Regions from separate parts of the Sus scrofa genome. Here all the other regions are linked to region 1. Evidence: chromatin contacts called from public Hi-C data. All regions are on one chromosome and are shown on one strand. Each heading gives the region's core, a stretch centred on a gene start, on an enhancer-like site or on the middle of the called end of the contact. The rest is flanking DNA. Distances are from core to core; before and after follow the strand shown.

Evidence for each region. Hi-C and Micro-C count contacts between places; a contact is called where the count stands out from the background.
Region 2: a contact with region 1 is called in a Hi-C map of liver, with 11 times the contacts expected there. The contact joins the enhancer-like site here to the promoter of ERRFI1 in region 1. A contact is called at or near these places in 8 of 47 Hi-C or Micro-C datasets (embryonic fibroblasts, liver, retroperitoneal adipose tissue and 1 more) and 1 of 2 datasets of contacts at active chromatin or transcription factors (skeletal muscle).
Region 3: a contact with region 1 is called in a Hi-C map of embryonic fibroblasts, with 3 times the contacts expected there. The contact joins the enhancer-like site here to the promoter of ERRFI1 in region 1. A contact is called at or near these places in 14 of 47 Hi-C or Micro-C datasets (alveolar macrophages, embryonic fibroblasts, epiblast stem cells and 9 more) and 2 of 2 datasets of contacts at active chromatin or transcription factors (alveolar macrophages and skeletal muscle).
Region 4: a contact with region 1 is called in a Hi-C map of skeletal muscle, with 5 times the contacts expected there. The contact joins the enhancer-like site here to the promoter of ERRFI1 in region 1. A contact is called at or near these places in 1 of 5 promoter capture datasets (liver), 4 of 47 Hi-C or Micro-C datasets (fetal skeletal muscle, liver and skeletal muscle) and 1 of 2 datasets of contacts at active chromatin or transcription factors (skeletal muscle).

What each region holds. Positions count from the first base shown.
Region 1 is chr6:68,680,345-68,686,496 of Sscrofa11.1, reverse strand. It overlaps ERRFI1 (ERBB receptor feedback inhibitor 1), which reads left to right and starts at 3,868. Exons shown (of 5, transcript XM_021095275.1): 1 at 3,868-4,031.
Region 2 is chr6:68,887,266-68,893,417 of Sscrofa11.1, reverse strand. No RefSeq gene overlaps it. Among named protein-coding and RNA genes, the nearest start is that of SLC45A1, 44 kb to the left of the region's middle. Within about 2 kb of position 2,552, at least 27 of the 83 cell types and tissues checked have an H3K27ac peak or open chromatin away from gene starts, as enhancers often do. A contact at or near this core is called in liver, retroperitoneal adipose tissue and skeletal muscle, where this site is marked.
Region 3 is chr6:68,848,016-68,854,167 of Sscrofa11.1, reverse strand. No RefSeq gene overlaps it. Among named protein-coding and RNA genes, the nearest start is that of SLC45A1, 83 kb to the left of the region's middle. Within about 2 kb of position 3,202, at least 24 of the 83 cell types and tissues checked have an H3K27ac peak or open chromatin away from gene starts, as enhancers often do. A contact at or near this core is called in embryonic fibroblasts, liver, omental adipose tissue and 3 more, where this site is marked.
Region 4 is chr6:68,814,081-68,820,232 of Sscrofa11.1, reverse strand. No RefSeq gene overlaps it. Among named protein-coding and RNA genes, the nearest start is that of SLC45A1, 120 kb to the left of the region's middle. Within about 2 kb of position 2,367, at least 37 of the 83 cell types and tissues checked have an H3K27ac peak or open chromatin away from gene starts, as enhancers often do. A contact at or near this core is called in fetal skeletal muscle, liver and skeletal muscle, where this site is marked.

The sequences.
Region 1 (6,152 bases), core at 2,619-5,118:
TCCCAGGCTGAGTATAACAGCACATTTTTTTAAGGGAAAAACCAAAAAATGGGGAGTGATTCCCTAATTTTTGTCCCCGGGGAAAATGGAAGCTGTAAAGAACTCTTTTTTTTTTTTTTTTTTTTTTTTTTTTTTTTTTCTTTTTCGGCTGCACCTGCAGTATATGGAGGTTCCCAGGCTAGGGTTAAATCAGAGGAACAGCTGCTGGCCTACACCACAGCCACAGCAACATCGGGTCCTTAACCCACTGAACAAGGCCAGCGATCAAAGCTGTATCCTCACGGACACGATGCTGGGTTCTTAACCTGCTGAGCCATGATGGGAACTCCAAGAGCTCTTTCTGTGCAACTTTGCAAGTAGCTGCCGACTTTGAAAGCTGAATGGAGACTTTCATTAGGTGAGGCACTCCCGGCGGGTGAATCTGGGCTCTCAGCAGCCTGTGGATTTTAAAGTACGCTACCACGTTGATTGGAAATACTGTGTAATACATGTGCCCAGATGTTTCCAAAACGTAAAGTGGCAACTAAACTGATAACCTATATGAAATTCAATTCTTTCATTGTCATGTATTTTTTCATACATGCACACATCTATAGATTGGTAAAAAAAAAAGTGCATAACTGCATAGATCATGAATAGATCCTCTTATCCTAGGACAAAGAGGATAATACAGAAAATGACTCACTTTAATATATGTCTTTATGAACAGAGCCGAAACACAAAAACATCTGTAAACAGTGTGGATAAACACCAAACTCTGTATCCTCTTCTATAGGAGTTACATAATATCAAGATATAAATCTGGAAGGGTTGTGAGATCCTTATCACAGGTATGTCTGCTCACACCTGACTTGTGTGGATGCTGGCCGAGGAGGAAAAGGAACAATGGTCCTTAGGAAAGCAGAGACTGTGGTTGTGAGTTTCTGAGCCAGAACCTCCCCCTGTTCTCACTCCAGGGACAGCCTCTTCTCACTCTAAAAGAACGGCAAGTGCAAAGGGACAATCTGGGACAATGCGATGCAAGTCTAACATTTTCAAAGTCATGTTGAGGGGGTTTTTTATATTAAATAAAATCAGCTAATAGAAATTCCTTGGGAGGTGGCCTCAAAATTAGATGGATTGGGAGTGATGTAAAAACATTGTCTGGGAGTTCCCACTTGGCTCAGTGATAACAAACTCAACTGGTATCCATGAGGATGAGGGTTTGATCCCTGGCCTCGCTTGGTGGGTTAAGGATCTGGCATTACTGTGACCTATGGTGTAGGTCACAGACGAGGCTCAGATCTGGTGTTGCTGTGGCTGTGGCGTAGGCCATCAGCTGCAGCTCCCATTCGACCCCTAGCCTGGGAACTCCATATGCTTTGGATGTGGCCCTAAAAAGACAAAAAAAAAAAAAAAAGTCTGATTTACGGTTTACGGGACATAAATTAAAATGTTAGATGCAGTACAGAGAATTTTTTTCCCCAAACCTCTAGTGTTCTATTGAAAGTCACTAAGTGATCATTTGATACGCTTAATATGTTAATGTCACTAGCATTTTGTGTTTAAACTTTTCCCCCCAGTACTGTACAGTATTATTGACATGTCAGTGTCATTACAAAACATAACTAACAGAGTCTCAGATAAAAGATTTGCGGGGTGTAATTCTTCTCATGTGATTCATCCACAGCTGAGAAAGCCATTCTGTAGGAGTATAACTGTAAGCAAAATTCAGCAAAGCGCTTAGCCATCGCTGGTTCTCCCTCCCCCCAAGAGAGAGCCCAAGATGTTTCTTTTGCAAGTTTTAAATAGATCGGAAGAAGAAAATCCAATTAATCCAGCATGACTCATGTGATTTTTGTGATTTTTGAGAATTTACCAAAACATGAGCACATCCCACAGCTGTCAACCCTATAGCAAGACTCCTATTGATCTTCCTTGAAAGAAGGGGTGTGTTTGATGGTTACTGTAGTCATTATCACTGTTTAATGAATAGGAGAATGTAAAAGCAGGCCAACCGGGCCAAAGCACAAATTACAACTGTGTTGTGGTGACTTGAAATAGCGTAACTAGGGTTCCTTTTGGCTGAAACTTGAGCTCGTCTAGTTTCCCATTCAGTAAATGCTGAACTGTGAGGTCTGAAAGGATGTTCTCTGGAAAGTTCTCAGGCTGATCCTTTTTTTACACGGATAACAGCGTATGGGTAAGTGATAAACATAAATGAAACAAAAATAGGGGGAAAAACATCCAGATGGACTTTCTGTGAATCCAAAAACCTAGTTAATTGGGCGAGAAAACTAGCAATTAGTTGTGAATCATGTTCATGGTTCTAAATAACAGTAAATGAATAGCAATACGAAAGGTTAACAAAAAGATGGCATAACCGAATTGTTCTTAAGCAGCGTGAAAATGATCCAAGTGCCCCTGCGGTCCAGAAGGAACCCATCAGAATGGAGGGGAGAGTTCTGCTTAGTATTTATTTCACCAATAAAAGAAGGCAAAAGGATACTTCAGAGTGTGTGTGTATGTGTGTGTGTGTGTGTGTGTACGCATGTGCTTAAGGCCTTGAATTCGAAATCAGGCCTTTGAATTAAATTTAGAAGAATGTAAGTAAATAATAGGAGAGAAAAGGCAAATCATTTCAGGGAGTGCAAAGTTAATAGTTAACCTGGTAATGAGGTCGGAATCTCACTCCATATGTTAAACCACCCCAATTAGGTAGCACTAAATGTCTAACTATCCTGCGTTATTGCTGAAAGGCAAGACTGGGCCTCTGCAGAGACCAAAGAGGTCAGCAGCAGGTCTCCGGCCTCCACTTAATGGAGAGTACCATTCAGCGGATTTGTTCTAGCTAAACCTGGAGGGTTTCTGTCTGTTTGCTTTTTTTCTTACTTTAGTTACTCTTGGTTTGTTATCATTTGTATTATTTATTTTACGGTTAAACTATAAGCCTAAGTTGCATCACCGGCGCCCCGAGAAACCTCCTCCAGCAGGCTTGCTGGTGTTCTGTCCTTGGGCATCCGTGGCTGCCCTGATGCCAAAAGATGTTGAGGTCGGTGTGGGTCTGTTAAGTAAACAGGAGAGTGGGCACTCAGGCAGATGCCAGGCTGGGGGTGGGCAGCCCTCTCCGGGTCAACTGCCACCAGGGCCTGGCCTCCATCGACAAACCTGTGGTCAGAGGAGAGGCGGCTGGGCACTGGTCCATGAAAGGCCCTCACCAGTATGGCCTCGCTACCCCTCACTGTCTCACACTGTCCCACACCATCCCTTCTCTCCCATGCTGTCCCCTCTGGTCCCACGCTGTCCCTCCCTGTCTTGCACTGCCCCTGGATGTCCCTCCCTGCCCCACACTGCCCTCCCACGCCGCGGCCTGCGGGCCTCGTGGTGAGCGCGGGGCCTGCAGGCTGCAGGGGCAGCCCCGCAGAGGCCCCGCTCGCCTTCTCCGGTGCCCTCAGCCCACCCACGCGCGGCGGCCCGCGGACACAGGAAGACAAAACCCTCCTCGTGGATGGTAACGATGTAACTAACTCCCGCGCGAGGCGCGGCGCCACCTTTGGTTCGAGCAGGAATCGCGGCCGCGGCCAGGAGGTTCGCCCACTTCGGAGGAAAATTCAGGGTGAGGGGTTCCGGGAGCTGGGCAGCGGCCGCCAGGATTCAGCCGAGAGGAGGTGTGAAGGCCGCGGCGGCCGAGAAACACATCCAGCGGGAGACAAAAGGTTGCTGCCCCTTAGGGCAGCGCGATGCAGGTGGACCCCACGCGAGCGCCTCGGCCGTGACATCGCCCCTTTAAGCGGCTCGCAGCCGGGATTGGCTGCGCCGAGGAGGTGGGGCGGTGGGTGGTGACGTCACGGACCCGCCCACCCGCTATATAGCGAGGCGGCGGCGGCATCGGCGACGGCGGCCGAGTGCGAGTGGGGAACGCGAGCGCGAGTGAACGGCTAGCGAGTGGCGAGGCGCCTGCGCGGTGTCCGGGCCCCTGAGCCCGCGGCGCTGAGACAGCCGGGACGGACATGCGCGGGAGGGCGCCGTGGGGCAGCCGCGGCTCCGCTGGGGTAAGGGGCCTGCGGGCCGGGGGCGGGGAGGCTGGCGCCGCGCCCCTCGGGGCTCCGGGCGGCTCCCGACGCGGGGCGGGCCCCCCGGGCGCCGAGAGGGTCGCCCGGCGCGGAATCTCCCGGGACAGAGGGAGGGGCCGGCGCCGGGGACGCGGTTCCCGGTGCGGCGACCTGGGGTCCTGCGCCCGCGGGCTGGCGGCGGCCTCGGGCTCTTTCCTCCTCCGCGCGGGGGCTGCGCCGGCAAACCGGGTCCTGGGAGCGGCGGGGGCCCGGAATCCGCAGCGGTTCTGACCCGCGCTCCCACTGCCTAGTCTCGGCGACGACGCTCATCCCCGGTCGGTGTTCTTAATTCATGTGGGCAGCTCCGTGCCTTCCTCCTCTTCCTCCCCCCAGTACGGGGTTCTGTGCTCTGAACGTCCTAAATTCTGCTTCACAAGGAAAGGAGCTGCAGAGTTCTGTGTTTGAAAGGTGAACGCTTCTTGGGTATTTCTCGTGTGTGTGTGTTTTTATGTGTATATCATAGCTTTGTACAAATTAGATGACTCTTTTACCGTGATTGGTACTGTATCGGTGCTTGCGAAGTCTGTATTAAGGTTTCATCATCGCTTGAAAGAAACCAGTCTCTTACCTGATAAAAAAATATGAATAGATTGTTAGTCATAAACTTAAGTGCCGTCAGAATAGAGACTGTAGCTTTAAAAGAGATGTGTTGGTGACTTTAGGTACACCTGCAACACAGGTAGGGCAGGACTGGTTTCTAGGCAACTGTCAGGGGTGAAGAAAGGTGAGGTTAAAATGATTTTTTTTTTCCTTCTGGAGAACAAGTGTTCTGCAGAAGTTTTAAGCTCTCGTAAATCTCTTCCAAATGCAGTGGGGATACATGTGAGAGAATGAAGCATCTAAAGTCCACCATACCTAGTCTTGCCTTCTGTCTTTCTGTCTTTCTTTTTTAACCCTACTGGAGTTATATAGGTGCACGTTTTCCTTAAACAAAGGCATTTTGGTACCTGTGTCAATAAATGACTAAATATTGCTAAGACCAAAATAAAAGAAGTCGGGGTTTCTTGTTAACATGCTGACTATGATTGGTTATCAGTATGTTATCAGCTAAGCTCTTTGAGCAGATTTAAAGAGAAATACATACAGGCTGTAGCATGGAGTTCAAACACTGGCCGTCATTACCCTCTTCCCAGAGAGGTTTCTTTTCGGCGGCTGTGTGTTCCCGTGGACACTGATAGGTGGGAGGAGGTCTAGGACTAACCATTTATAACCCAACAGATATTAGATTGTAAACTCCTTAAGGGCAGGAACTCTGCCTTGTACAGCTTCTATCTTATGCAGCTTTGTACATAGTTGATGATTGATAAATAATTGCAGGGAAGCATATTTTACATTTTAAAGCTCAGCGGGATTGGACCAGTCACTGATAAGGGTCTGAAAGCAAATCTTGTTTGGTTTGGTTTTTTTTTTTTGTTTTTTTTTTTTTTCTTTTATGGCTGTTATGAAACATCTGGATGATTTATATTTTTGACAGGTAGAATCTCCGTTTTGATGCATTGGCCTTCCTCCTTTGAGTTCACAGTGGATACTAGTCCCTCTCTGTGAGACTTAATTACACTGTAGACTTGAGTTTTTGCGTGGAAATAACCCTTAGCTGCTGCTGCTCAGAAGTCAAACCAGATAATACTTCCTTTCTGCTAATACTGATGGTAGCTTTTAGACAGCAAGTCACCTAAATTACAGGTACAATCTAACATGCTTGAAGCTGACCTGAATGTCTGCATACCATCAGGTTGCTCTAGAAGAGTGAGCAGAGGAGGGAAAAGGTGGTGCCGAGGGTAATTCCTGGAATCTGAATGTCATAGGCTCCCTCTACCAGAGGAACAACTCTGATCTTAATCTAAATAAATTTGAATTGGTCCCTCATTGTCGGGATTCCTCTAGCATCCTTTAGTGTTGGTGTTTGGCCATGCTTTCTAAAAGCTGATGACTAGCTCCCTAGATGCAGGAAATCCCTTTGTGGCATTCTGGCATTATTCGCACAGTGGAAACTCATGCTTGGTGAAGACAGATAAAACTGGTGAGTTTCAAGGTTCAGAACACACGTTACTAGCTGAGTAC
Region 2 (6,152 bases), core at 1,303-3,802, 210 kb before region 1:
ATTGAACTTCAAAATGAGGTGCAGGCTGGAGAGAGTCGCAGTGGACTAAAGATCGGAAGATGTGTAGTTATAAGACTGTAACCTCCCCCCAGCTCGTGCTTTATCATCTTCATTGTCTCCACGGCCCTCGTCCTATGTCATCTGTCCACAAACCCAACAGGATAGATCCACCGAGAAGGACACAGAAGTCAAGCTCTCAACAAAAGGAAATGCTGAGGTTAGGACAGGACCAGGGATGGTTAGCGCTGCAAGGACTCTCCCAAGATAATGGGTCTGATCTCCTCGTTCTCCAAGTGAGAAAACAGGGGCTGGAGAATGGGAGTAATTCACTGATAGTATCTTAGCGGCTTACTCGTTGAGATGGAGTTAGATTCTGAGTCCTTCCGTGTCTCATCAGATTCCCAGAGGGTCGTTCCAAACATGTTCAGGGAAATGGCAGGATCGTTGCAGTAAATGCGTAACCTCCCAAAATGACGACGTGGTTGGGCAACACATTTGGAACACGTGGAACCAGACAGCCCGGAAGGGAGTCCCACTCCACGCCTTCCAGCCTCCGTGACCTTGCGGGCCCTCATAAATCGATTCATGCTGAGGCATCTGTGATGAATGTGATAGCTGCCTCAGCTGAACCGAAAAGGACGCCTGGAAATTGTTAGCCGCAGGCACACATCCCTGCTGTCGGTGCCTCGCGTGATATCCGACACAGTCAGCGCCCCATAAATGGGGAATGGATGAACTCGGGTGGCCCAGGCGCTGTTGAACTTGGATGTGGGGGAGGTTCTGGAGCAAGAGGGACACTCCCAGAATTCCTCAGTTCATTCCACGGTTGTGATGCACAGCCTCTGTCCCACATGCATGGGGTTTGCATAGCCCTGAAAACTCGTTTCAGGGTGGACAAGTACAAGCTGATGAATCAGGGAAACTTGGCATTGTAACACTGATTATAATTAGAGGGCAATACGCTCCATTATATCACTTTTCAGGGAGTTACAGGACACTGCTCCATCAGTGATACTGCCTAAAAGGATCGCTGTGGTCAAAAGCCCTTAAAATACATCAGGAAGGATTTCAGAAGCAAAGCTGTAAGTATGCCCATACTTTGGGGTACAACCTACATGCCATATGCATTTTTAAATATTGTATGTCAAAAATTTTTTTTCTTTTCTTTTTACAGCTACGCTGGAGGCATATGAAATTTCCCTGGGTCGGGATCGAATCAGAGCTGTAGCTGCCAGCCGAAGTCACAGGCACAGCCCCACCAGATCCGAGCCATATCTGTGACCTATGCTAAAGCTTGCGGCAATGCCAGACCTTAACCCACTAAGTGAAGCCAGGGCTCGAATCCATATCCTCACGGACACTACGTTGGGTTCTTAATCTGCTGAGCCACATGGGGAACTCCAAGAAAATACCTAGATGAACTGTTAAAATAATCACAAGAAGGAGAGGTTGATGTTGGGATTAGGATAAATAGGTTAGATTTCTTTCTTTCTTTCTTTCCCAGTAAGGGGGTGGTTTGAGGGACACTAGAGAATAATTTCGACACGGATTTTTAGGTTTTCTGTCCATCAGACAAATATTTATCCAATGCCTAATTGGCCGAGGCCCAGCTAGGTGCTGGGATTCAAAATGCACAAGAGAGACCAAACCCTGTTCTCACTCCATCATTGAATATTAACATGAATTTGTTTGCCAAATTTTGGAAAATTCATTGGGAAGATATCGAATGAAACTTGGAAGGGGAACATTTAGAACCAAATGCCCAGGAACCAGAGAGGTGCCCAAGGGATAGATGGTAATTTTATATAACAAAGAAGTGCTGATCTGCTTAATATCCTTTACAGAAGTGATATTAAAACTCCAGTAGAAAAATGTAGGCAGGAGTTTCCTGGTGGCGCAGTGGGTTAAGGATCTGGCGTTGTCACTGCAGCAGCTTGGATGGCTGCTATAGTGCAGGTTCAATCCCTGGCCCAGGAACTTCTTCATGGACAGAAAAAATAAAGGGAGTTCCTGTGTGGCTCAGTGGAAACGAATCCAACTAGTAACCATGAGGATGCAGGTTTGATCCCTGGCTTCACTCAGTGGGTTAAGGATCCATTGTTGCGTGAGCTGTGGTGTAGGTTGAAGACCCAGCTTGGATCTGGTGTTGCTGTGGCTGTGGTGTAGGCCGGTGGCTACAGCTCCAATTAGATCCCTAGCCTGGGAACGCCCAGGTGCCGTGGGTGCAGCCCTCAAAAGACCAAAAAAAAAAAAAAATGAGCCAAGGACCACAGGCAATTCAGAAAGGAGAGATACAAAGGCCCACACAAATTAAGTGCAAATTAAAATATATGCAAATTAAATGCAAATGAAACTGTAACCATGCAGAGTTGCTGGTAAACCTTCAGAGTTAGTAGCTCGGCAAGGAGAAGAGACTAAACAGACTGGAAATAGGGTCTGATAGATCGTCTACGCTGAAGATCCTTGAATCCATTCCTCTGGACTGCGGTGGGGAGGTGGAAAAATGCTGAGTTGACTCGTTGGCACCCGGCCCAGCTGGGCTTTCTTATGTAACAAAGGCTTGAGCTAGTTAGTATGAGAACTTGTGAAATGCAAGCTCAGAGTGGCCAAAACAAATATGTGGCCAGAGGAAAGCCAGCCTGGCCACCGTTTCTCTAACATTCGCGTTTTTATAAACATAGCAAAGAGCCATAAAACGGAAGGCTGTGTTTTGCCACAGGCCACACTTGCAACTGTTGTTTGCCTGTACATCTGCTGTATCACCTTCACTATCGAAAGCCGGAACATTCCATAAAGTCCATGGAGAGCATTCAAAACGCTCATCAAAACAAGCCAGCCCTGGCTGGAGAAAGGCGGGCTTTCTGTTCTCTGCTGGGTATAACCACAGTTTTCCCTTGCTGTTGGATCTTTCTAGCAAACACCTAGAACCCTCTCCTCCCCAGAAACCAGGTATCGGTGACCAGGAGATATGTTTGTTTAGCATCCTGTGCCCTTATTCCCAGAAGAGAGGGAATGGTACGGAACGCTCCGTCAAATAAACAATTGCCCAAGGTCTTGGACAAAAGGAATTGGGAACAGGAAGCAGACAGAGGACTCGTTGCCCCAGGTAACTGCCTGATAAGGTAAACACACGTGTACAACGAGTTCCTGTCCTCCTGTGATAAATATTTATGTGTTGCGCCCTGCGTTTGAAAGCACTAGACCATTTCTCGTCTGCACGTTGACCTTTGGATGCAAACCACGGGACGGACGGATTTTGAAGGTGATATAATTAGTTTTTGTGGCTCCAAGTTGTACCGGAAACAAGAGACACTGTCGTTTTGGTGAGCATTTAAAAAGCGATTCAGCAGGTGTGCGCAGGTAACAGGGTCAACTTACAGTCGGAGACTTTTCTTAGTTGCTCCTGGAATTCAGTGCTTTTAGGGAGATGCTCTGGGAGTTTATCATAAGCAAACGCACAGCCTCCTGAGGTTGGACGTGATGGACGAACTCTGGGTAATGCAGGGCTTTGTGTTATTTCCTGGGGATACTGAAGACCTCATTTGTAGGATACTGGTGTAGCGTGGCCCGAAATTTCTGTCATCTGATATATTTCACCTCAACGCTCATAAACCGGCCGGGGCAAACCATCTCCCTGCAGTGAGCTGTATTAACCCCACCTCAAGCAAAAGTCCAAGGCAAATGGCAAAAATAAGGAAATGCATTTGCCCCTATATCCCCACGACCACCTTTCTAGATGGTACAAGCTGGAGACCTGCGTCCGTCCTTGTCACCTCTACCTCTTTGACTCCCAATGTTCAATGTATCTAAAGACCTTATTGTCCTCCATCCACCAAATATCTCACATGTGCATGATGCTCCTTCTCCACCTGTTCTGTCATGCTGTTTGCCCTGAGTCACCAAGACCCAACTCAAGACCCAACTCAAGGTCCTCCCTGTCCGCCAGGCCCTTCTCAGTTTCCATTTCTCATCAAATGGCATCCTCCCCAGTTCTGCTTTCCAGGACCTGGGCCCACATCCTGGGGTCCCCCGACCTTCTCCCACCCTTCGGCAGGTCTTATGGATTGTTTGTCCTTCCTGAAGACCTTGGCGCCATCCACCCACATCGCTCTGTGCTCACTGCCTCCCCCCCTCAGGACATTCTCACCTTCCACCTGGACCATGAAATGGCCTCCTGGGACCTCAGGGGTCCTCTTTGCTGCCCTGGCTTCATTGTCCTCCACCAAGCCTGGGAACATATGCAATTATAAACCTGATGGAGGAACTTACTGGCTGAAAATCATCTGTGACGTCCCCTTCCTTCCAAAGATGGAGGAAAAAGATCCCATCTCCACCTCCAGGGCTCAACTACCTCCTTCCTTCGAGCTTCATGGGGGCTGCTCAGAGCTCTGGCTGCTTCAGCTTCCATTGCAGGGCCCAGTGGACTCTCCACGTCTTTTCCCTTTTTGTTCATCTCTAGGAACTTACCAACATCTAAGATGAATGGATTAGCCAGCACGTCACAGGTGCTCAGTAAATACCTGTGGAATAAATGAATGGATGAACCAATCAAGGAAACCGCCAGGGTGATGGATGGTGAATTCAACCAAGGACATGGCAAAGCTTAGAGAGGAGCACACCATGTGCTGTGAGCCTAAGCCTTGGGTGCCTGCCATTCTTAGCCATAAACACAGAGGCTATAAAGGAGAAATTGGTTCTGACCAAGGATGCCTCACCTTAACCTGGTCTCTCCAGCCTCCAGGCCTGACCCCCACGTCCCTCATTCTCATCCTTCACATTTCAGCTCAAACCACCTTCTTTCATGTCCCTGGACACATCCAGCTCCTTTGGGCCTCAGGGCCTTTGCACATGCAAATATCGTTACCAGGAATGCTCTCCAACCCACACTCCATCTTTCCTTCTTAAATGGTACTTACTTTCTTTTTTTTTCTTTTTCTTTTTAGAAATACACCTTTGGTATATGGAAGTTCCCAGGCTAGGGGTTGAATCAGAGCTGCTGGCCTACACCACAGCCACAGCCATAGTAACACAGAATCCAAGCTGTGTCTGTAACCTACACTGCAGCTTGCAGCAACATCGGATCCTTAACCCTCTGATGGAGGCTGGGGATCCAACCAGCATTCTCATAGATACCAGTTAGGTTCTTAACCCATTGAGCCCCAATGGGAACTCCTCCCACTCATCTTTTGAGTTGCAGCTCCAGTGTCCCTTCCTGAGAAAAGACTTCCCTAGAATAGATCAGATCCTCTTCTTAGCACCCTGGCTCTTGTCTTTATATCACCTATACCAGTTGGTAATTATGTATTTGGGTGATTCTTTCACTACTGTCTGTTTACCTTCCTGCCCCACAAGGGCTGGGATTGTGGCTTTTTTCCCCACCTCACCATGCAGGCCAATATCCAACCCAGTTCCTCATCTAAAGAGATGCCTGATGAGTATTTGGTGATTTGATGTAAGAAAAGAGGTGTTGATATTCTTAAAACCCTTATATACACATGACGGTAAAACTCTAATAGAAAACAGTAGGCAAGCAAAAAAAAAAAAAAAAAAAAAAAAAAAGGGAGTTCCCATCGTGGCGCAGTGGTTAACGAATCTGACTAGGAACCATGAGGTGTCCCTGCCCTTGCTCAGTGGGTTCACGATCCGGCATTGCCATGAGCTGTGGTGTAGGTTGCAGACGCGGCTCGGATCCTGCGTTGCTGTGGCTCTGGCATAGGCCAGCGGCTACAGCTCCGATTCGACCCCTAGCCTGGGAACCTCCATATGCCACGGGAGCGGCCCAAGAAATAGCAAAAAAAAAAAAAAAAAAGAAAACAGTAGGCAAAGGTTAGCAGGCAATCCAGTAGGGAGTGATCCAAATGACCAATCAATTTTATTTGCCATAAAAGAAATGCATATCAAAATATAGCAAAGTGCCACATTTGGCAAACTTTTAGAAAAGTACTAGTAACATCTACAGCTGCAACGCCATCTCTATCAAAAATCCTAACAATTTTGGCAGAAATAGAAAATCCATCCTAAAATTCGCTTGGGATCTCAAAGGACTCCTAATAGCCCAAACAATCTTGAAAAAGAAGAACAAAGTTGGGGGTTTCACATGTTTTGATTTCAAAACTTCTTGCAAAGCTACAGTAACCAAAACAGTGTGGGAC
Region 3 (6,152 bases), core at 1,953-4,452, 170 kb before region 1:
CCGGTGTTGCCATGAGCTCTGGTGTAGGTCACAGACGTGGCTTGGATCTGGCGTTGCTGTGGCTGTGACATAGGCCAGTGGGTACAGCTCTGATTAGACCCCTAGCCTGGGAACCTCCATATGCTTCAGGTGCAGCCCTAAAAAGACGCAAATAAAATAAAATAAAAGTAAACATTTCTCCCCAAGGAATCTGTTTTATTATAGGGGAAAAAAATCTAGAAAATCTAGGTAATTAAAAGTAAACTTTAAGTCATAAAGACTTTTGACATATATCCTTGGGATTCTTACTCACCCATCAGGTGCCACCGGCCATCCTGGCTGGATTTCCTCCCCATCATACCCTCAACACAGCCTCTTCTGATGAACACTTATCGCAGTTAAAACGAACAAATTATTTGCTATGCTGTTTTTCTAAAGAGCTGAATCATTTCATGGATGTATTCATACAAATACATATTTTTACCCAAATAAGACCAACTGGAAGATAATGTTTTTTAGTGTGTTTCCCTCTTGTGTTAATAGATCATGCATGACATATACATACCCGTGTTGGCCTAGGTGGTCCCTTTCTTCTTGACCATGTCTGCAGCATGGAGAAGTTCCTGAGCCAGGCATCAATCCTGCACCATAGCAATGACCCGAGCCACTGTAGTGACAACACCAGATCCTTAACCCACTGAGCCACCAGGGAACTCCCACATGGTCCTTTTTGATGCCACCAAGGATGGACTTCAACTGTATACGACTGAGCCAAAATTGATCTCAACACTTTATCATCAGACAGTTATCTCAAGTTGTGTCTAACCTACTGCTGTGTACATACAGCTCTAGCTTGTTCGAATCTTTGAAAAATGGAATTGTTGGCTCGATGGATATGCCAAATTTTCAGCTTCTGATGGAGGTTGGAACATTGTCTTCCAAAAAGTCTATCAAATTACGCATCCACCTTTTGGCTTTGATAAACCTCCTTTTCTTCTTGTTACAAAATCAGTGCATATTAACTGTAGACAGAGGCAGATAAGCAAATTAAGGAAATGTCAGGCGCTTCCAGTTCCAGCCACTGCCTGAAAACCCCTGGAGGTGGCTGTGCCCGGCCTGCCTCCATGTGGACGCCCTGGGGAGTGAGGCACCAGCTCCAGGGCCAGGTTTGCTGGTACTAACTGGGTGGCCTCAGGCGGTTACTTAACATCTCCAAGCTTCTGTTTCCTGACCTCTGAGATGGCAACAGCCTCTTATCGCAGGTGTCAGGATGCACGGCGAGCGCTGAGCTCAGTGCCGGCACCTTACCAACCCTCGCTTCTCTAAATCTGTTCGCACGTTGCTTTCCTACCTCGATGGTATATGCCAACACTTTCCCTGGCACCCAGTGGACATTTCTAGTCTCATCCATTACATGAGCCTCTGGCCTATAGCCCCCATCCCAGACTCTTCGTATGACCTGAGGCCTTCTGCTGGGGCCAAGTTTTCTTTTGGTTCTGATCAACCTAGTGACAAGGTCCTCCCCCCCATAGCTGCCTGTCCCCCTTTGGACCCACTGTCACCTGTGCTCAAAGCCACCCAGGTGGAAGCCATCAGAACCCCTCCCTCCTCTGCCCACAGTTAGCTGGGTTCCAAGTCATTCTGTTATTCCATTATACAGAGTATGGCTGGAGTCAGACCCACCTCAGTTAAAATGCTGGCCCTGCTGCTTTGTTTCTTTGGGGTTTTTTTGGGTCTTTTATTTTAGGGCCACACCTGCAGCATATGGAAGTTCCCAGGCTAGGGGTCGAATCGGAGCTGTAGCTGCCAGCTGTGTCTGCGACCTACACCACAGCTCACGGCAATGCCAGCTCCTTAACCCACTGAGCAAGGCCAGGGATCGAACCCACGTCCTCATGGATGCTGGTCAGATTCGTTTCTGCTGAGCCACGGCGGGAATTCCTGGCCCTGCTGCTTCATCACCATGAGCAGTTCCCTCCCTTCTCTGAGCCTCTGTTCTTCATCTGTAGGAAGAGGCGGTAGCTGACCTACGACTTAGGCTGCAGTTCTGCTCGTGAAGGGAGACAGCAGGTGCTTAGTGTCTCGTGGGGGCTGTGCGATGCACCCTGTTAGCGTTATGCCTGTCTCACCCTCTTCGGCCTTTGCTATGGGTCACGTGCAGTCCCGGCCCACCTGTGGCACAGACATGACCTCCCACCTGCAGCCTTTCTCAGGACACATTTCCCGGTGCTGCCAGCATGACCTTTCCACGGTATGTCTGGGGCCTGTCATCCAGTCAGGACTCTTGACGGCCACGTACAAACTAAAACCTGAATTGTCCTTGCCTGGTTCCACCGTGTCACTCCTCCACCTGCACCAGCCCGCCCTGGCTTCCAGCTCTCCATCTGCGAGCTGACTGCCTTCCTATCTCCCTGCACTTTCCCACACTGTGTGTGACGGTCCCTCCTCCTGGATGGACACCTTTTCCCAGTCTCCCTGCCGTCTCCCTGCCCGGCTCAAACAGCGCTCTGGCTGCTCTGGTGGCTGGCCCTCCCTGCCCCTCCCCTGGGCCCCACACTTGGCACGCCCCCCCCCCCCACTGAGTGACGTGGAGGGTCCATCTCCATCTGGACTCTGTGGCCTTCCAGAAGCAGATACCGGTCTTGTCACTGCTGCACCCATCACCCCTGTCCCCAGCTTCCCCCCAAATCCCCAATGTGTGCTGTAACCACACCGTTAATAAATAACATCCTTCTGAGATTTCGACGTACAGAGATTTACCCACAGGCCAAAGGTTCCCAGAGATCGTCTACCCTTCCTGCGACGTATTCTGAGATGACAAGGGCGTAGAATTTTCAAAAACCTCTATACCCCTCACCCGAGCTGATGTGTCATAGATGCCGCGTGCTCATGTGCTGTGACATATATGTGCGTTACGTTGCCGTTTTCTTCATGATCATGAGATGAGCCCAGAGTGTACGTCACATGTCTTTCCTATCCCTGCAAAGGCTGGAGAACAGCTGTGCATGACACCTGCCCCTCGCCCTCTGGGGCAGGATAAGCGGGCTGGGCTCTAAACAGAGGGGCGGGGCCCTTCTGTCCTCAAGGCACGTAAGTTTCAAGTAAATCTGTTTGGTCCTGTTGGGAAAGATGATGCAACGTGACGAGGAAGGAAGTGGGGAGTTGCCTTCCAACTACGAGCTAAGGAATGTCACGTCGCCCCGTGCCCTCCGCATTCCCAGAAGCATGTCGTGGTGGAGAAGGAGGCGGATGACTCAGATTTCCTCTGGCATGGACAGATCGACCGCCGAGCCCAAGCCATGCTAATGAGGACAGGCTGGTGGACAGCTCCGTGCGTGCTTGGTGCCAAGACAGCCTGTCCCCTGGGGCTGGGGGCTGCCCTGGCCCTGGGTGGGCAGAGACCATCCACATATGCAGAACCACGTTTTCTCAAAGCTGGAGCGAGGGGTCCTCGGGGCACACGTGAGGATGCTTAGCTGTCCAGGTGTGCCCGGCCGAACGCCACGAATTCGATCGTGGTTCTGAATGTTCCTTTTGCAGAAACAGGGCACCTCTGTCTTTAGAACAGGCCCCCCAGGACAAAGCTCCTCTCTGATTTTTGGAGACTTTGGAGTTTTCTGCTAACTTGGCAATTCCTTTCTGGTCTTCGTATTTCCTCCCTCCCTCCTTCTCCAAATGAAAACTTTTTTCTTTTCTTTTTTTTTTTTTTTTGCTTGTAGAAGGACCTGGAAAATTATTTCAAGGGCCAGAATTTGACACCTTTCCCTGAACACAAAGCACATGTTTGCAGGCGTTTTATGATCTTCCAGAGAGGAGCCACTCACTCCTACCTCCTGGCAACCAGCCACGGGGCTCACGAGCAGTGAGACGGGACCCATCGCCAGCCTGCCTAGCCAGACAGAGGCTTTCAGGGGTTTCCTCCAACCCCCCACACACCATCCGTAGGCAGGATCCCCTCTGCCAGCCTGTGGTAGTTGCGGTGCCAAGGCTAGTAGCCCAAAGTGACCCTGAGCTGTGAACTCTCCCCAGGTGTTATTGACAAACTCTTATTTACTCACCTGGAAGAGAGAAAACCCTGATTCCTCAAGGTTGCCAGTAAGAACCTCACATTCACCAAAGGCCAGGAGGGGCCACACAGGCTTTAAAGGATGCCTGGGAGGCTCGCCAAACCACCAGCAGCTGGCCATGAGACGCCTGGATGGAGGCAGGTGGGGCACCAGAGCTGGCGGGTCTCAACATCTCCTAAACTCATCCTCAGCAAAACCAGCTCTGCTCCATGACCCTAGGCCTTTTGTCTGAGTGACAACGGAGCTGATAAATAGGCGGCGTCACCCATCTTTGTGGCGGCGACCTAAAGCCTCCTGGACATGCATAAAAGGAAGCGGAGGGGAAGCCAGAGGCTAAGGGTCTGGAGCTGGACAGATGGGGCCTGGCTCCTGGCTCCCCATTTTCTGAGCTCACTGTTCAGCTTCTCTGGACATCATTTAACGTCTCTCTCTGCTTCTGAAGACCAGGAATCAAAACAGGACACAAGAACGCCCCATTTCCGTAAAGCGCTAGAACGATGCCCGGCACGCCACCGATGCTTAATGAATGACTAAATGCAAGATTCCTTCCTGGGGATCGTTTGGTGGCTGGTGGTGCCTTGAGATGTGGGGCTTCTACATCCTTGGGCTTCCTAGCCTCTGTCTATCCCCACGGGGTCTCTGAGGGACTGAACCCACTGCTCCTTGAAATGAGTGTTAACTCTGACAGCACCCAGCAAAGAGCAGCCAGTGAGGCTCAGAAGGGAAGGTCTGTACCACCAGAAGATGCCATCTGAAATGGCAAAACTTGTGCTTCCTGGCGTTCCCGGGAAGCCTAGCCGTTAAGGACTCAGTGTTGTTGCTGCTGTGGCTGGGGTCTGACCCCTGGCCCGGGAAGTTCTGCATGCTGAGGGCAAGGCCAAAAAAAATGGACAATGCTTTTTTTCCTGCATTGTCAGTTTGTCCTGGGGCCCCACAAATGATGTACCCATGAGGATGTGGGTTCGATCCCTGGCCTCACTCAGGGGTTAAAGATCCAGTGTTGCTGTGAGCTGCGATGTAGGTCTCAGATCTGGGCTAGGGCTCTAACGCTCTCCAATGGGTGTCATTTCACTTAGAGAGGCTGGCCAAGCCGATGCACTCAGGTTCCTGTGATTTAGAGTTTTGCCTGCTTTGTGTGTCACAAGGCAGAGGGGTGCTGGGTGAGCCACCCACTGCGCCCACTTGCTGGGGCCACCATAGTCCTGTGACATCGGCCACCACAGCCAGAAGTCCAATGTCACCTGCTCCAAGCCTGACTTCCTCATCTGTGAAGAGATTAGTCTACGTGACCTTCAAAAGCTTTTCTAGCTCTTAAGGTATCTTAGGATTCCGAGCACCAGAGAAGGCCCGTTTTCTGCTCTGAAAACTCAGAGTGGTGGATACAGGATCCTCTAGTTTCCTGGCAACAAAAAAGGTTGATAATTATCGGTGATAGAAAATAATGGAGAGAGGCGTTCCCACTGTGGCTCAGTGGGCTTAAGGACCCGATGTAGTCTCCACGAGGATGTGGGTTCGATCCCTGGCCTCACTCAGGGATTAAAGATCCAGTGTTGCTGTGAGCTGCGATGTAGGTCTCAGATGCAGCTCGGATCTGGCGTTGCTGTGGCTGTGGTGTAGGCCAGCAGGTGCAGATTGGATTTGACCCCTAGCCTGGGAACTTCCATTCTGCTGCAAATGCGACCATAAAAAGAAAAAGAAAGAAAGGAAAGAAGGGAGGGAGGAAAAAAATAATGGAAAGGGGTCTATGTGTGAAGTGCATTCTACGATCCAGATTTACTGTATGAGAAAGTGCCCAGCATCTCAGATCCTGGGCTTGGTTGACAATGAAAGGAAAGTTTAGCAAATGCCCCTTCTGCGGACGGGCAGGGTCGGACAGAACGGCCCGGCCGTGTCCAAAATGACCAAAACCTGCTCTGTGACAGTGTGTCATGATTTTTGCTCTTTGAAAATTGTGTATTATTAAAACAGAAACAGACTCATAGACATAAAAAGCAAACTTATGGTTACGAAAGGGGAAAGGGAGGAGGGGAATAATGAGGCATTTGGGATTTAGCAGATACGATTCACTAGAAAATAGATAATCAACAGGAACCTCCTGGACAGCCT
Region 4 (6,152 bases), core at 1,118-3,617, 140 kb before region 1:
GACCAGCATCTAGAGCAGAGCATGTAATGGGTCCTTGATAACTGCTAGTAAACGATGAACAAGCATTGAAGGGCGAGCTGGAGGAGCTGTTTCAAACTGTTCACTGCGCAGGTCACATCATATGCCAGCTGCTTGCAAAGAGCTTGCCGTGTGAGATGTGTGTTTCTCTCGAAAGCCTTGACGTCAGATTTGTGCTTCTTTTACATGTCATTGCGCTAAAACCAAGGTATCTCCACGTTTTATTTAGAATGTCTGTAATCTAGAAAACCACTGCCCTCCAGGAGTTCCTTTTGTGACTCAGCAGTAACGAAACTGACTAGCATCCGTGAAGACGTGGGTTTGATCCCTGGCCTCACTCAGTGGGTTAAGGAGCTGGCATTGCCGTGAGCTGTGGTGTAGGTTGAAGATGCGGCTTGAATCCCCTAAAAAAGAAAGGAAGGAAGGAAAGAAAGAAGGGAGGAAGAAAGACACTGCTCTCCAGAGGAGCCTGTCTACAAAACAGAAACAGACCCACAGACAACAGACTGGTGGCTGCCAAGGGGGAGGGGAGAGGGCATGGGATGGACGGGCAGTCTGGGGTTGGTAGATGCCAACGCTGACATTTAGAATGGATAAGCAATGAGGTCCTGCTGTACAGCACAGGGAACTCTATCCAGTCTCTTGGGATAGAACCTGAGGGAAGATAATACGAGAAAAAGAATGGATATGTGTGTATGACGGGGTCACTTTGCTGTACAGCGGAAATTGGCACAACATTGCAAATCAAGTATACTTTAAAAAAAAAATGGAAAACTAGTAGAAAGCTACTCTTCTCCATAGAAGCCGACATACAAAGAAGCCCCCATACTCTTATGAGCTGCACTTGGGATTCAGAATGCCTTCATTTGCCTGCTCAGAGGCCTGTGGTTACATTATATTCTCTTCTGAAAACATCAGCACCCGTCCTCATGGATTCCTGCACCATCTCCAACTCCCTTCAACCTCTCCCCCTCGGCTTTCTCGCCTGGGGGAAACCCTCAGGCCTCTTCATCTGCGGTGGCCTGGCACCACCGCCACCATCCGGCACAGGATCTACACGACCTCAGAGGAGCCTTTGAAAACATGCACCTCATCAAATCCATTTCCAGAAGAGCACCAGCGGCGCCTCTGCCTGAAGACAAAGTCCTAAATGCCACCCAACTCTGGGCAAGCTGGCACCTCTGCCAGCCAGCTGTGACACCCCTACCCCCTGGCACTGCACCACCACCGGCCAACTCTGGGGAATGTCTTGCTGCTCCATTTCCCTCCCTGCCCCTGCCTGTCCCTCTGCTTTCTTTTTCTTTCCTTTTTTTTTTTTTTTTTTGTCTTTTGTATGTTCAGGGCGACACCCGCTCCATATGAAGGTTCCCAGGCTAGGGATCTAATTGGAGCTGAAGCTGCTGGCCTACGCCACAGCCACAGCCACGCGGGATCTGAGCTGCATCTGCGACCTGCACCACAGCTCACGGCAACACCAGATCCTTCACCCACTGAGCGAGGCCAGGGATCGAACCCGCGACCTCATGGTTCCTAGTCCGATTCGTTTCCACTGAGCCATGACGGGAACTCCCCCTCTGCTTTCTTTTTGGTGCCACCTGCTGTGCCCCATGCCCTCCCCTGTGAGGCCGGCATGTTCTGGCTCAGCTGAGCCCTGGTGGTTAAGGCAGCCTCTGTGGAAGGAGCTGGATCCAGGAGGCCGTGGTGTCAGATGCTGTCCTGGGCCTTGACCTGCTCTTCCCATTGATCCCTCCGAAGAGGAAAACCCTGGCACGATTCCACAGGTGAGAACACAGTCAGGTGCCCATCACCAGGGGATGGTGGAGCCCCAGGCCCACAGCCCTGACCATCACCTTGGGCTGCCAATGGCAGAGTGAGGCATCCGGTGACAACCCTTGGTGGAGCCCACCTGGCCCACCTGGAGTCTGCTTAGATCCAAGGCGACACTGGCCACCTTCTTATGTGTGTTCAGGATTCACTGTGTGTTCAGCCTGGTCCTCCCTGCAGCTTGCAGCTTGCAGCTTGCCTTTCTTCCCCATGGGGTAGGGGTGGGGGTACGGGGACAGGCCTCTATCCCGGGACCGCCTCCCTCTGCTCCCTGCAGAACCAGAGATCTGATTACAAAGAGGGAGCCCTCCGGTCACACTTCCTGGGGGCCAGATGTGTGGGCTTGCATTTCAGGCAGTCCCTCCACGTGGTTGATGAATTTGAACAGGATGAAACTTTGGCCTTTGTCACTTTTTATTTTTTTATGTTTTTAATTAAATTGCCTGGGTCACTGACACCGAGCAGAGACTGTGAAATGCAGCCTTGCATTTTGTTAATGATACACCATCTGTTTGTTCACGCTGTGTGATCACATGATCTTTGCTCTGCAGAACATCCTGTCTCACTGGCCTAAACCAGTTTGTGGGTGAAATGCTTGGGATGGGTGCCAGGCAGTCCCTTTCTTTCTTTCTTCCCTTCTTCCTTTCTCTTTCTTTCTTTCGTTCGCTCATTCTTTCTCTTCCTTCCTTCTCTTTCTTCTCCTTCTTCTACCCTCCCTCCCTCTCTTCCTTCCTTCCTTTCTTTTCTTTCTCTCTTCCTTCCCCCCACCATCCCTCCCTCCCTCCCTCCCTCTCTCCCCCGTTTGGAGATTGTCTATTGAACCCAGACTTGTCATGGGCAGCATTTCTGTTACCGCTTATGGCACCAAATCACCCCACTTCCATTGCAGTATTTTAGCCTGACTTCTGGAAGGTGCCAGCAGAGACCAGATAAGGTAGAAAGAGCTCAGACACGCAGGGGAGAAAGCCCACAGGAGGCATTTGAGGGCAGTGCCACTCACCTACGGCTCAGAGGTTGCAGAGAAATCAGCTGGGACCCCCAGGGAAAGAGATGCTGGGACTGGAGCACCCCTCTGACCTCACCAGGGAGTGTCGCTGACCCATCCCACAGGGTAATTAGATTAAATCCCTGGAGAGTGTTGTATCCCGGTGTTTTTAAGAACTTTACATTTTCATCAGAGAGGTCAAGAGAGGCGGAGACAGAGGATGCGCTGCAGGTGGATCGCAGGTGCGGCAAGGAACCCAGTGAAGAATGAATGAGACTTGGATGCTGACCTATTGTTTCTATGACAGAAGATGCACAGCCGTGAACTCCTACTGATAAACCCTTCAGGGGAGTTCCCATCGTGGTACAGCAGAAACAAATCCAACTAGTATCCATGAGGATGCGGGTTCGATCCCTGGCCTCGCTCAGTGGGTTAAGGATCCAGCATTGCTGTGGCTGTGGTGTAGGCCAGCAGCTGTAGCTCTGATTGGACCCCTAGCCTGGGAACCTCTGTATGCTGTGGGTGTGGCCCTAACAAGAAAAAAACAAAAAAACCCAAAAAACCCTTCAGACCTTCGACAGCTCCAAAGTGTTGGAACAGCTGCCCTCAGACACGCACCTTGGTAGCCAGACTCTGAAAAGCCATGGCTTAGTTGTTGTGTGACGTTGTGTGATGAGGTGACATGCCACCCCAGTAAGGGAGTGGGTCGTGGGAGTGCACCTCTGAAGGGACCAGGTGACTGGAGTCCCAGGGAGGCTGTAGGGAGGGTACCCGGATGTGGCTCATGCCAATGGCATGTAAAAGCCAGAGGTGCTCACGCACATGGAATCCTAGCAACACACCTGCCAGCAAGGATCCCTCTGTGTCTCGGCTTCTCCCTTATGCTGAATCCCTGGTGACTGTCCTGTCCCCTCCCTTCCATCTGATTTCGCTTTCTGGTTGTAACTGGGGAGAGGAAGGCACACACCATCTGTCTGCTTTCACCCCTTCCTGGGGGGCCCTGGTTACCGGGTGTAAGGTGCACAGGTGCATGTGTGTGTGTGCGCGTGTTTACACCAATAGATTTTTGTGTGGCGAACTTGGCCCGTGGCGATGATTCATCGTCAGCTGTTCACACTTGGAGCTTAGGAAATACATCTCCGATCAGCGGAGGACCAATGACCCAGAATCTCACTTATCGGCTTCTGATAGGAGTGTGCAGCCCATAACACCCAGCTCACACCCTCCCTGCGGAGAAAACATCTGCACCTGTGCTTCTTGGCCCGGAAGGTTGTTGTTTAGTGGCTGGGGAGTAAAGGGCACCATTGTTCCTCCTCTCCCTTTGTCACTGGAGGAAAACAATCCTGCTCTACGGGCAGGCAGCCTGCAGGGGACCCTCACCCAACACGTGTTTCTCTGATGGATCTCGCAGCTCACAGGTAAAACAGCAGCCGTGGTTTTCCAGAACGAGCACCGAATGATGCTAATCACGAGGTTTTCCGGGAATCCCACCAACACGTCCATGCCGACAGTTTTGGTAAATTAACTCATACCACCCCTAAAATCGTTCATGTCATTATTTCTGACTAATGAGATTCACGAAAGTTACAGAAAACAGGGACGTGTGACCCAAAGTGAGAAAGGAACGCAGAACGCATTTCAAACTTTGGTTACGAATTCCAGGTTAGGAGTTCCCTGATGGCTCACTGGGTTAAGGACCTGGCATTGTCACTGCTCTGGCTCAGGTCACTGCTGTGGTGTGGGTTCAGTCCCTGGCCTGGGAGCTTCTACATGCTGCAGGTGCAACCAGAAACAAAAACATTCCAGCCCAGAGTGGTAGGGGGTAGGGGAGGGAAGGATTGGGAGTCTGGGATTAGCAGATGCAACGGTTATGTACAGGACAGATAAATAACAAGGTCCTACCGTAGAGCACAGGGAACTACCTTCACTATCCTGTGACAAACCAACACGAAAAAGAGTATTGTATGTATAACTGTGTCCCTTTGCTGTAGAGCAGAATTAACATAACATTATAAATCAAGGCGTTCCCATGGCACAGTGGAAAAGAATCCGACTAGGAACCATGAGGTTGCGGGTTCGATCCCTGGCCTCGCTCAGTGGGTTAAGGATCCGGCGTTGCCATGAGCTGTGGTGTAAGTCACAGATGCAACTTGAATCTGGTGTTGCTGTGGCTGTGGTGTAGGCCGGTGGCTACAGCTCCAATTCGACTCCTAGCCTAGGAACTTCCATATGCCATGGGGGCAGCCTTAAAATGACAAAAAAACAAAAAAAAAATATATGTATAAATCAAACATACTTCCATAAAATACATTTTAAACAAAGAATTTCAGACCAGTTTCATCGACGAGCACTTGGATTTTTGGCATAAAACAGACCACCACCCAGACTCAGGGCTGGTGCTTTGGACAAGAGCACAGTTCCCTGCGAGAGGCCCTGACCATCATTACACTGGAGCTGGGCTGCGAACAAACGCCCCTGCTGTTCCATCTGTTCTTTGACCTACACACCAGAACTGGATAATTTTGTGATCTAAAGAGAGCAGAAAATTTATTTTACTGATGGATTTGCTACCAAGGAAAGTAAGATGCAGAGGGAAGGATTGAGGTGCGTTGACCCAAGAAGCCGAGCAAAACGTGCAAGGAGTTCCCTGGTGGCGCAGTGGGTTAAGGATCTGCCATTGTCACTGCTGTGGCTCTGGCTACTGCTGGGGCTCGGGTTTGATCCCTGGGAACTTCTGCAAGCCACAGGCATGGCCTAAAAAATAAACAATGAAAATAAAATGCTCAATAATGGGATCTCTTCCTAGGGAGGGACTAACCCTGGAAGCAGCTCTAACCCTGGAAGGAAAACAGAGGGAATCAGGTCTTTGCAAGTAGCCATCTCAGCTGAAAGTTTCCAGGAGGGGGCAATTCCGTCCCCAAGCCCACGCTGGCTCTTACTTACCGCCCTGGCCCTCTGCCCCCCCCTGCCCCACCTGTCTTGCGGGACCCAAGGTAACGCCGCCTCAGACGGCAGCCACTTCAGACCCTGCCTTGGGACGTGGGGTTTGTGTCGGTTAGGACAGTCCAGGGCAGTCCCTGTCCTGTACCACCTCCATGTCCTACAAGACGTGTCCAGGGGGGTCTGGAATATGCTGATCTGCTGAGTCACCCAGGTGGAGGGAACATCCCTCGGCCACGTGCTTCCATGGTCAGTGCAGGATGGAGAAGGAAACAGGACACAGTGCCCACTGGTCCCTGGCGTTCCCTCCACCCGCAGTGACACTCATGCTTCTGCTCATGTTTCATATGGCCACGCCAGGCACGGAGGGGTAGGAGGTGCCGCC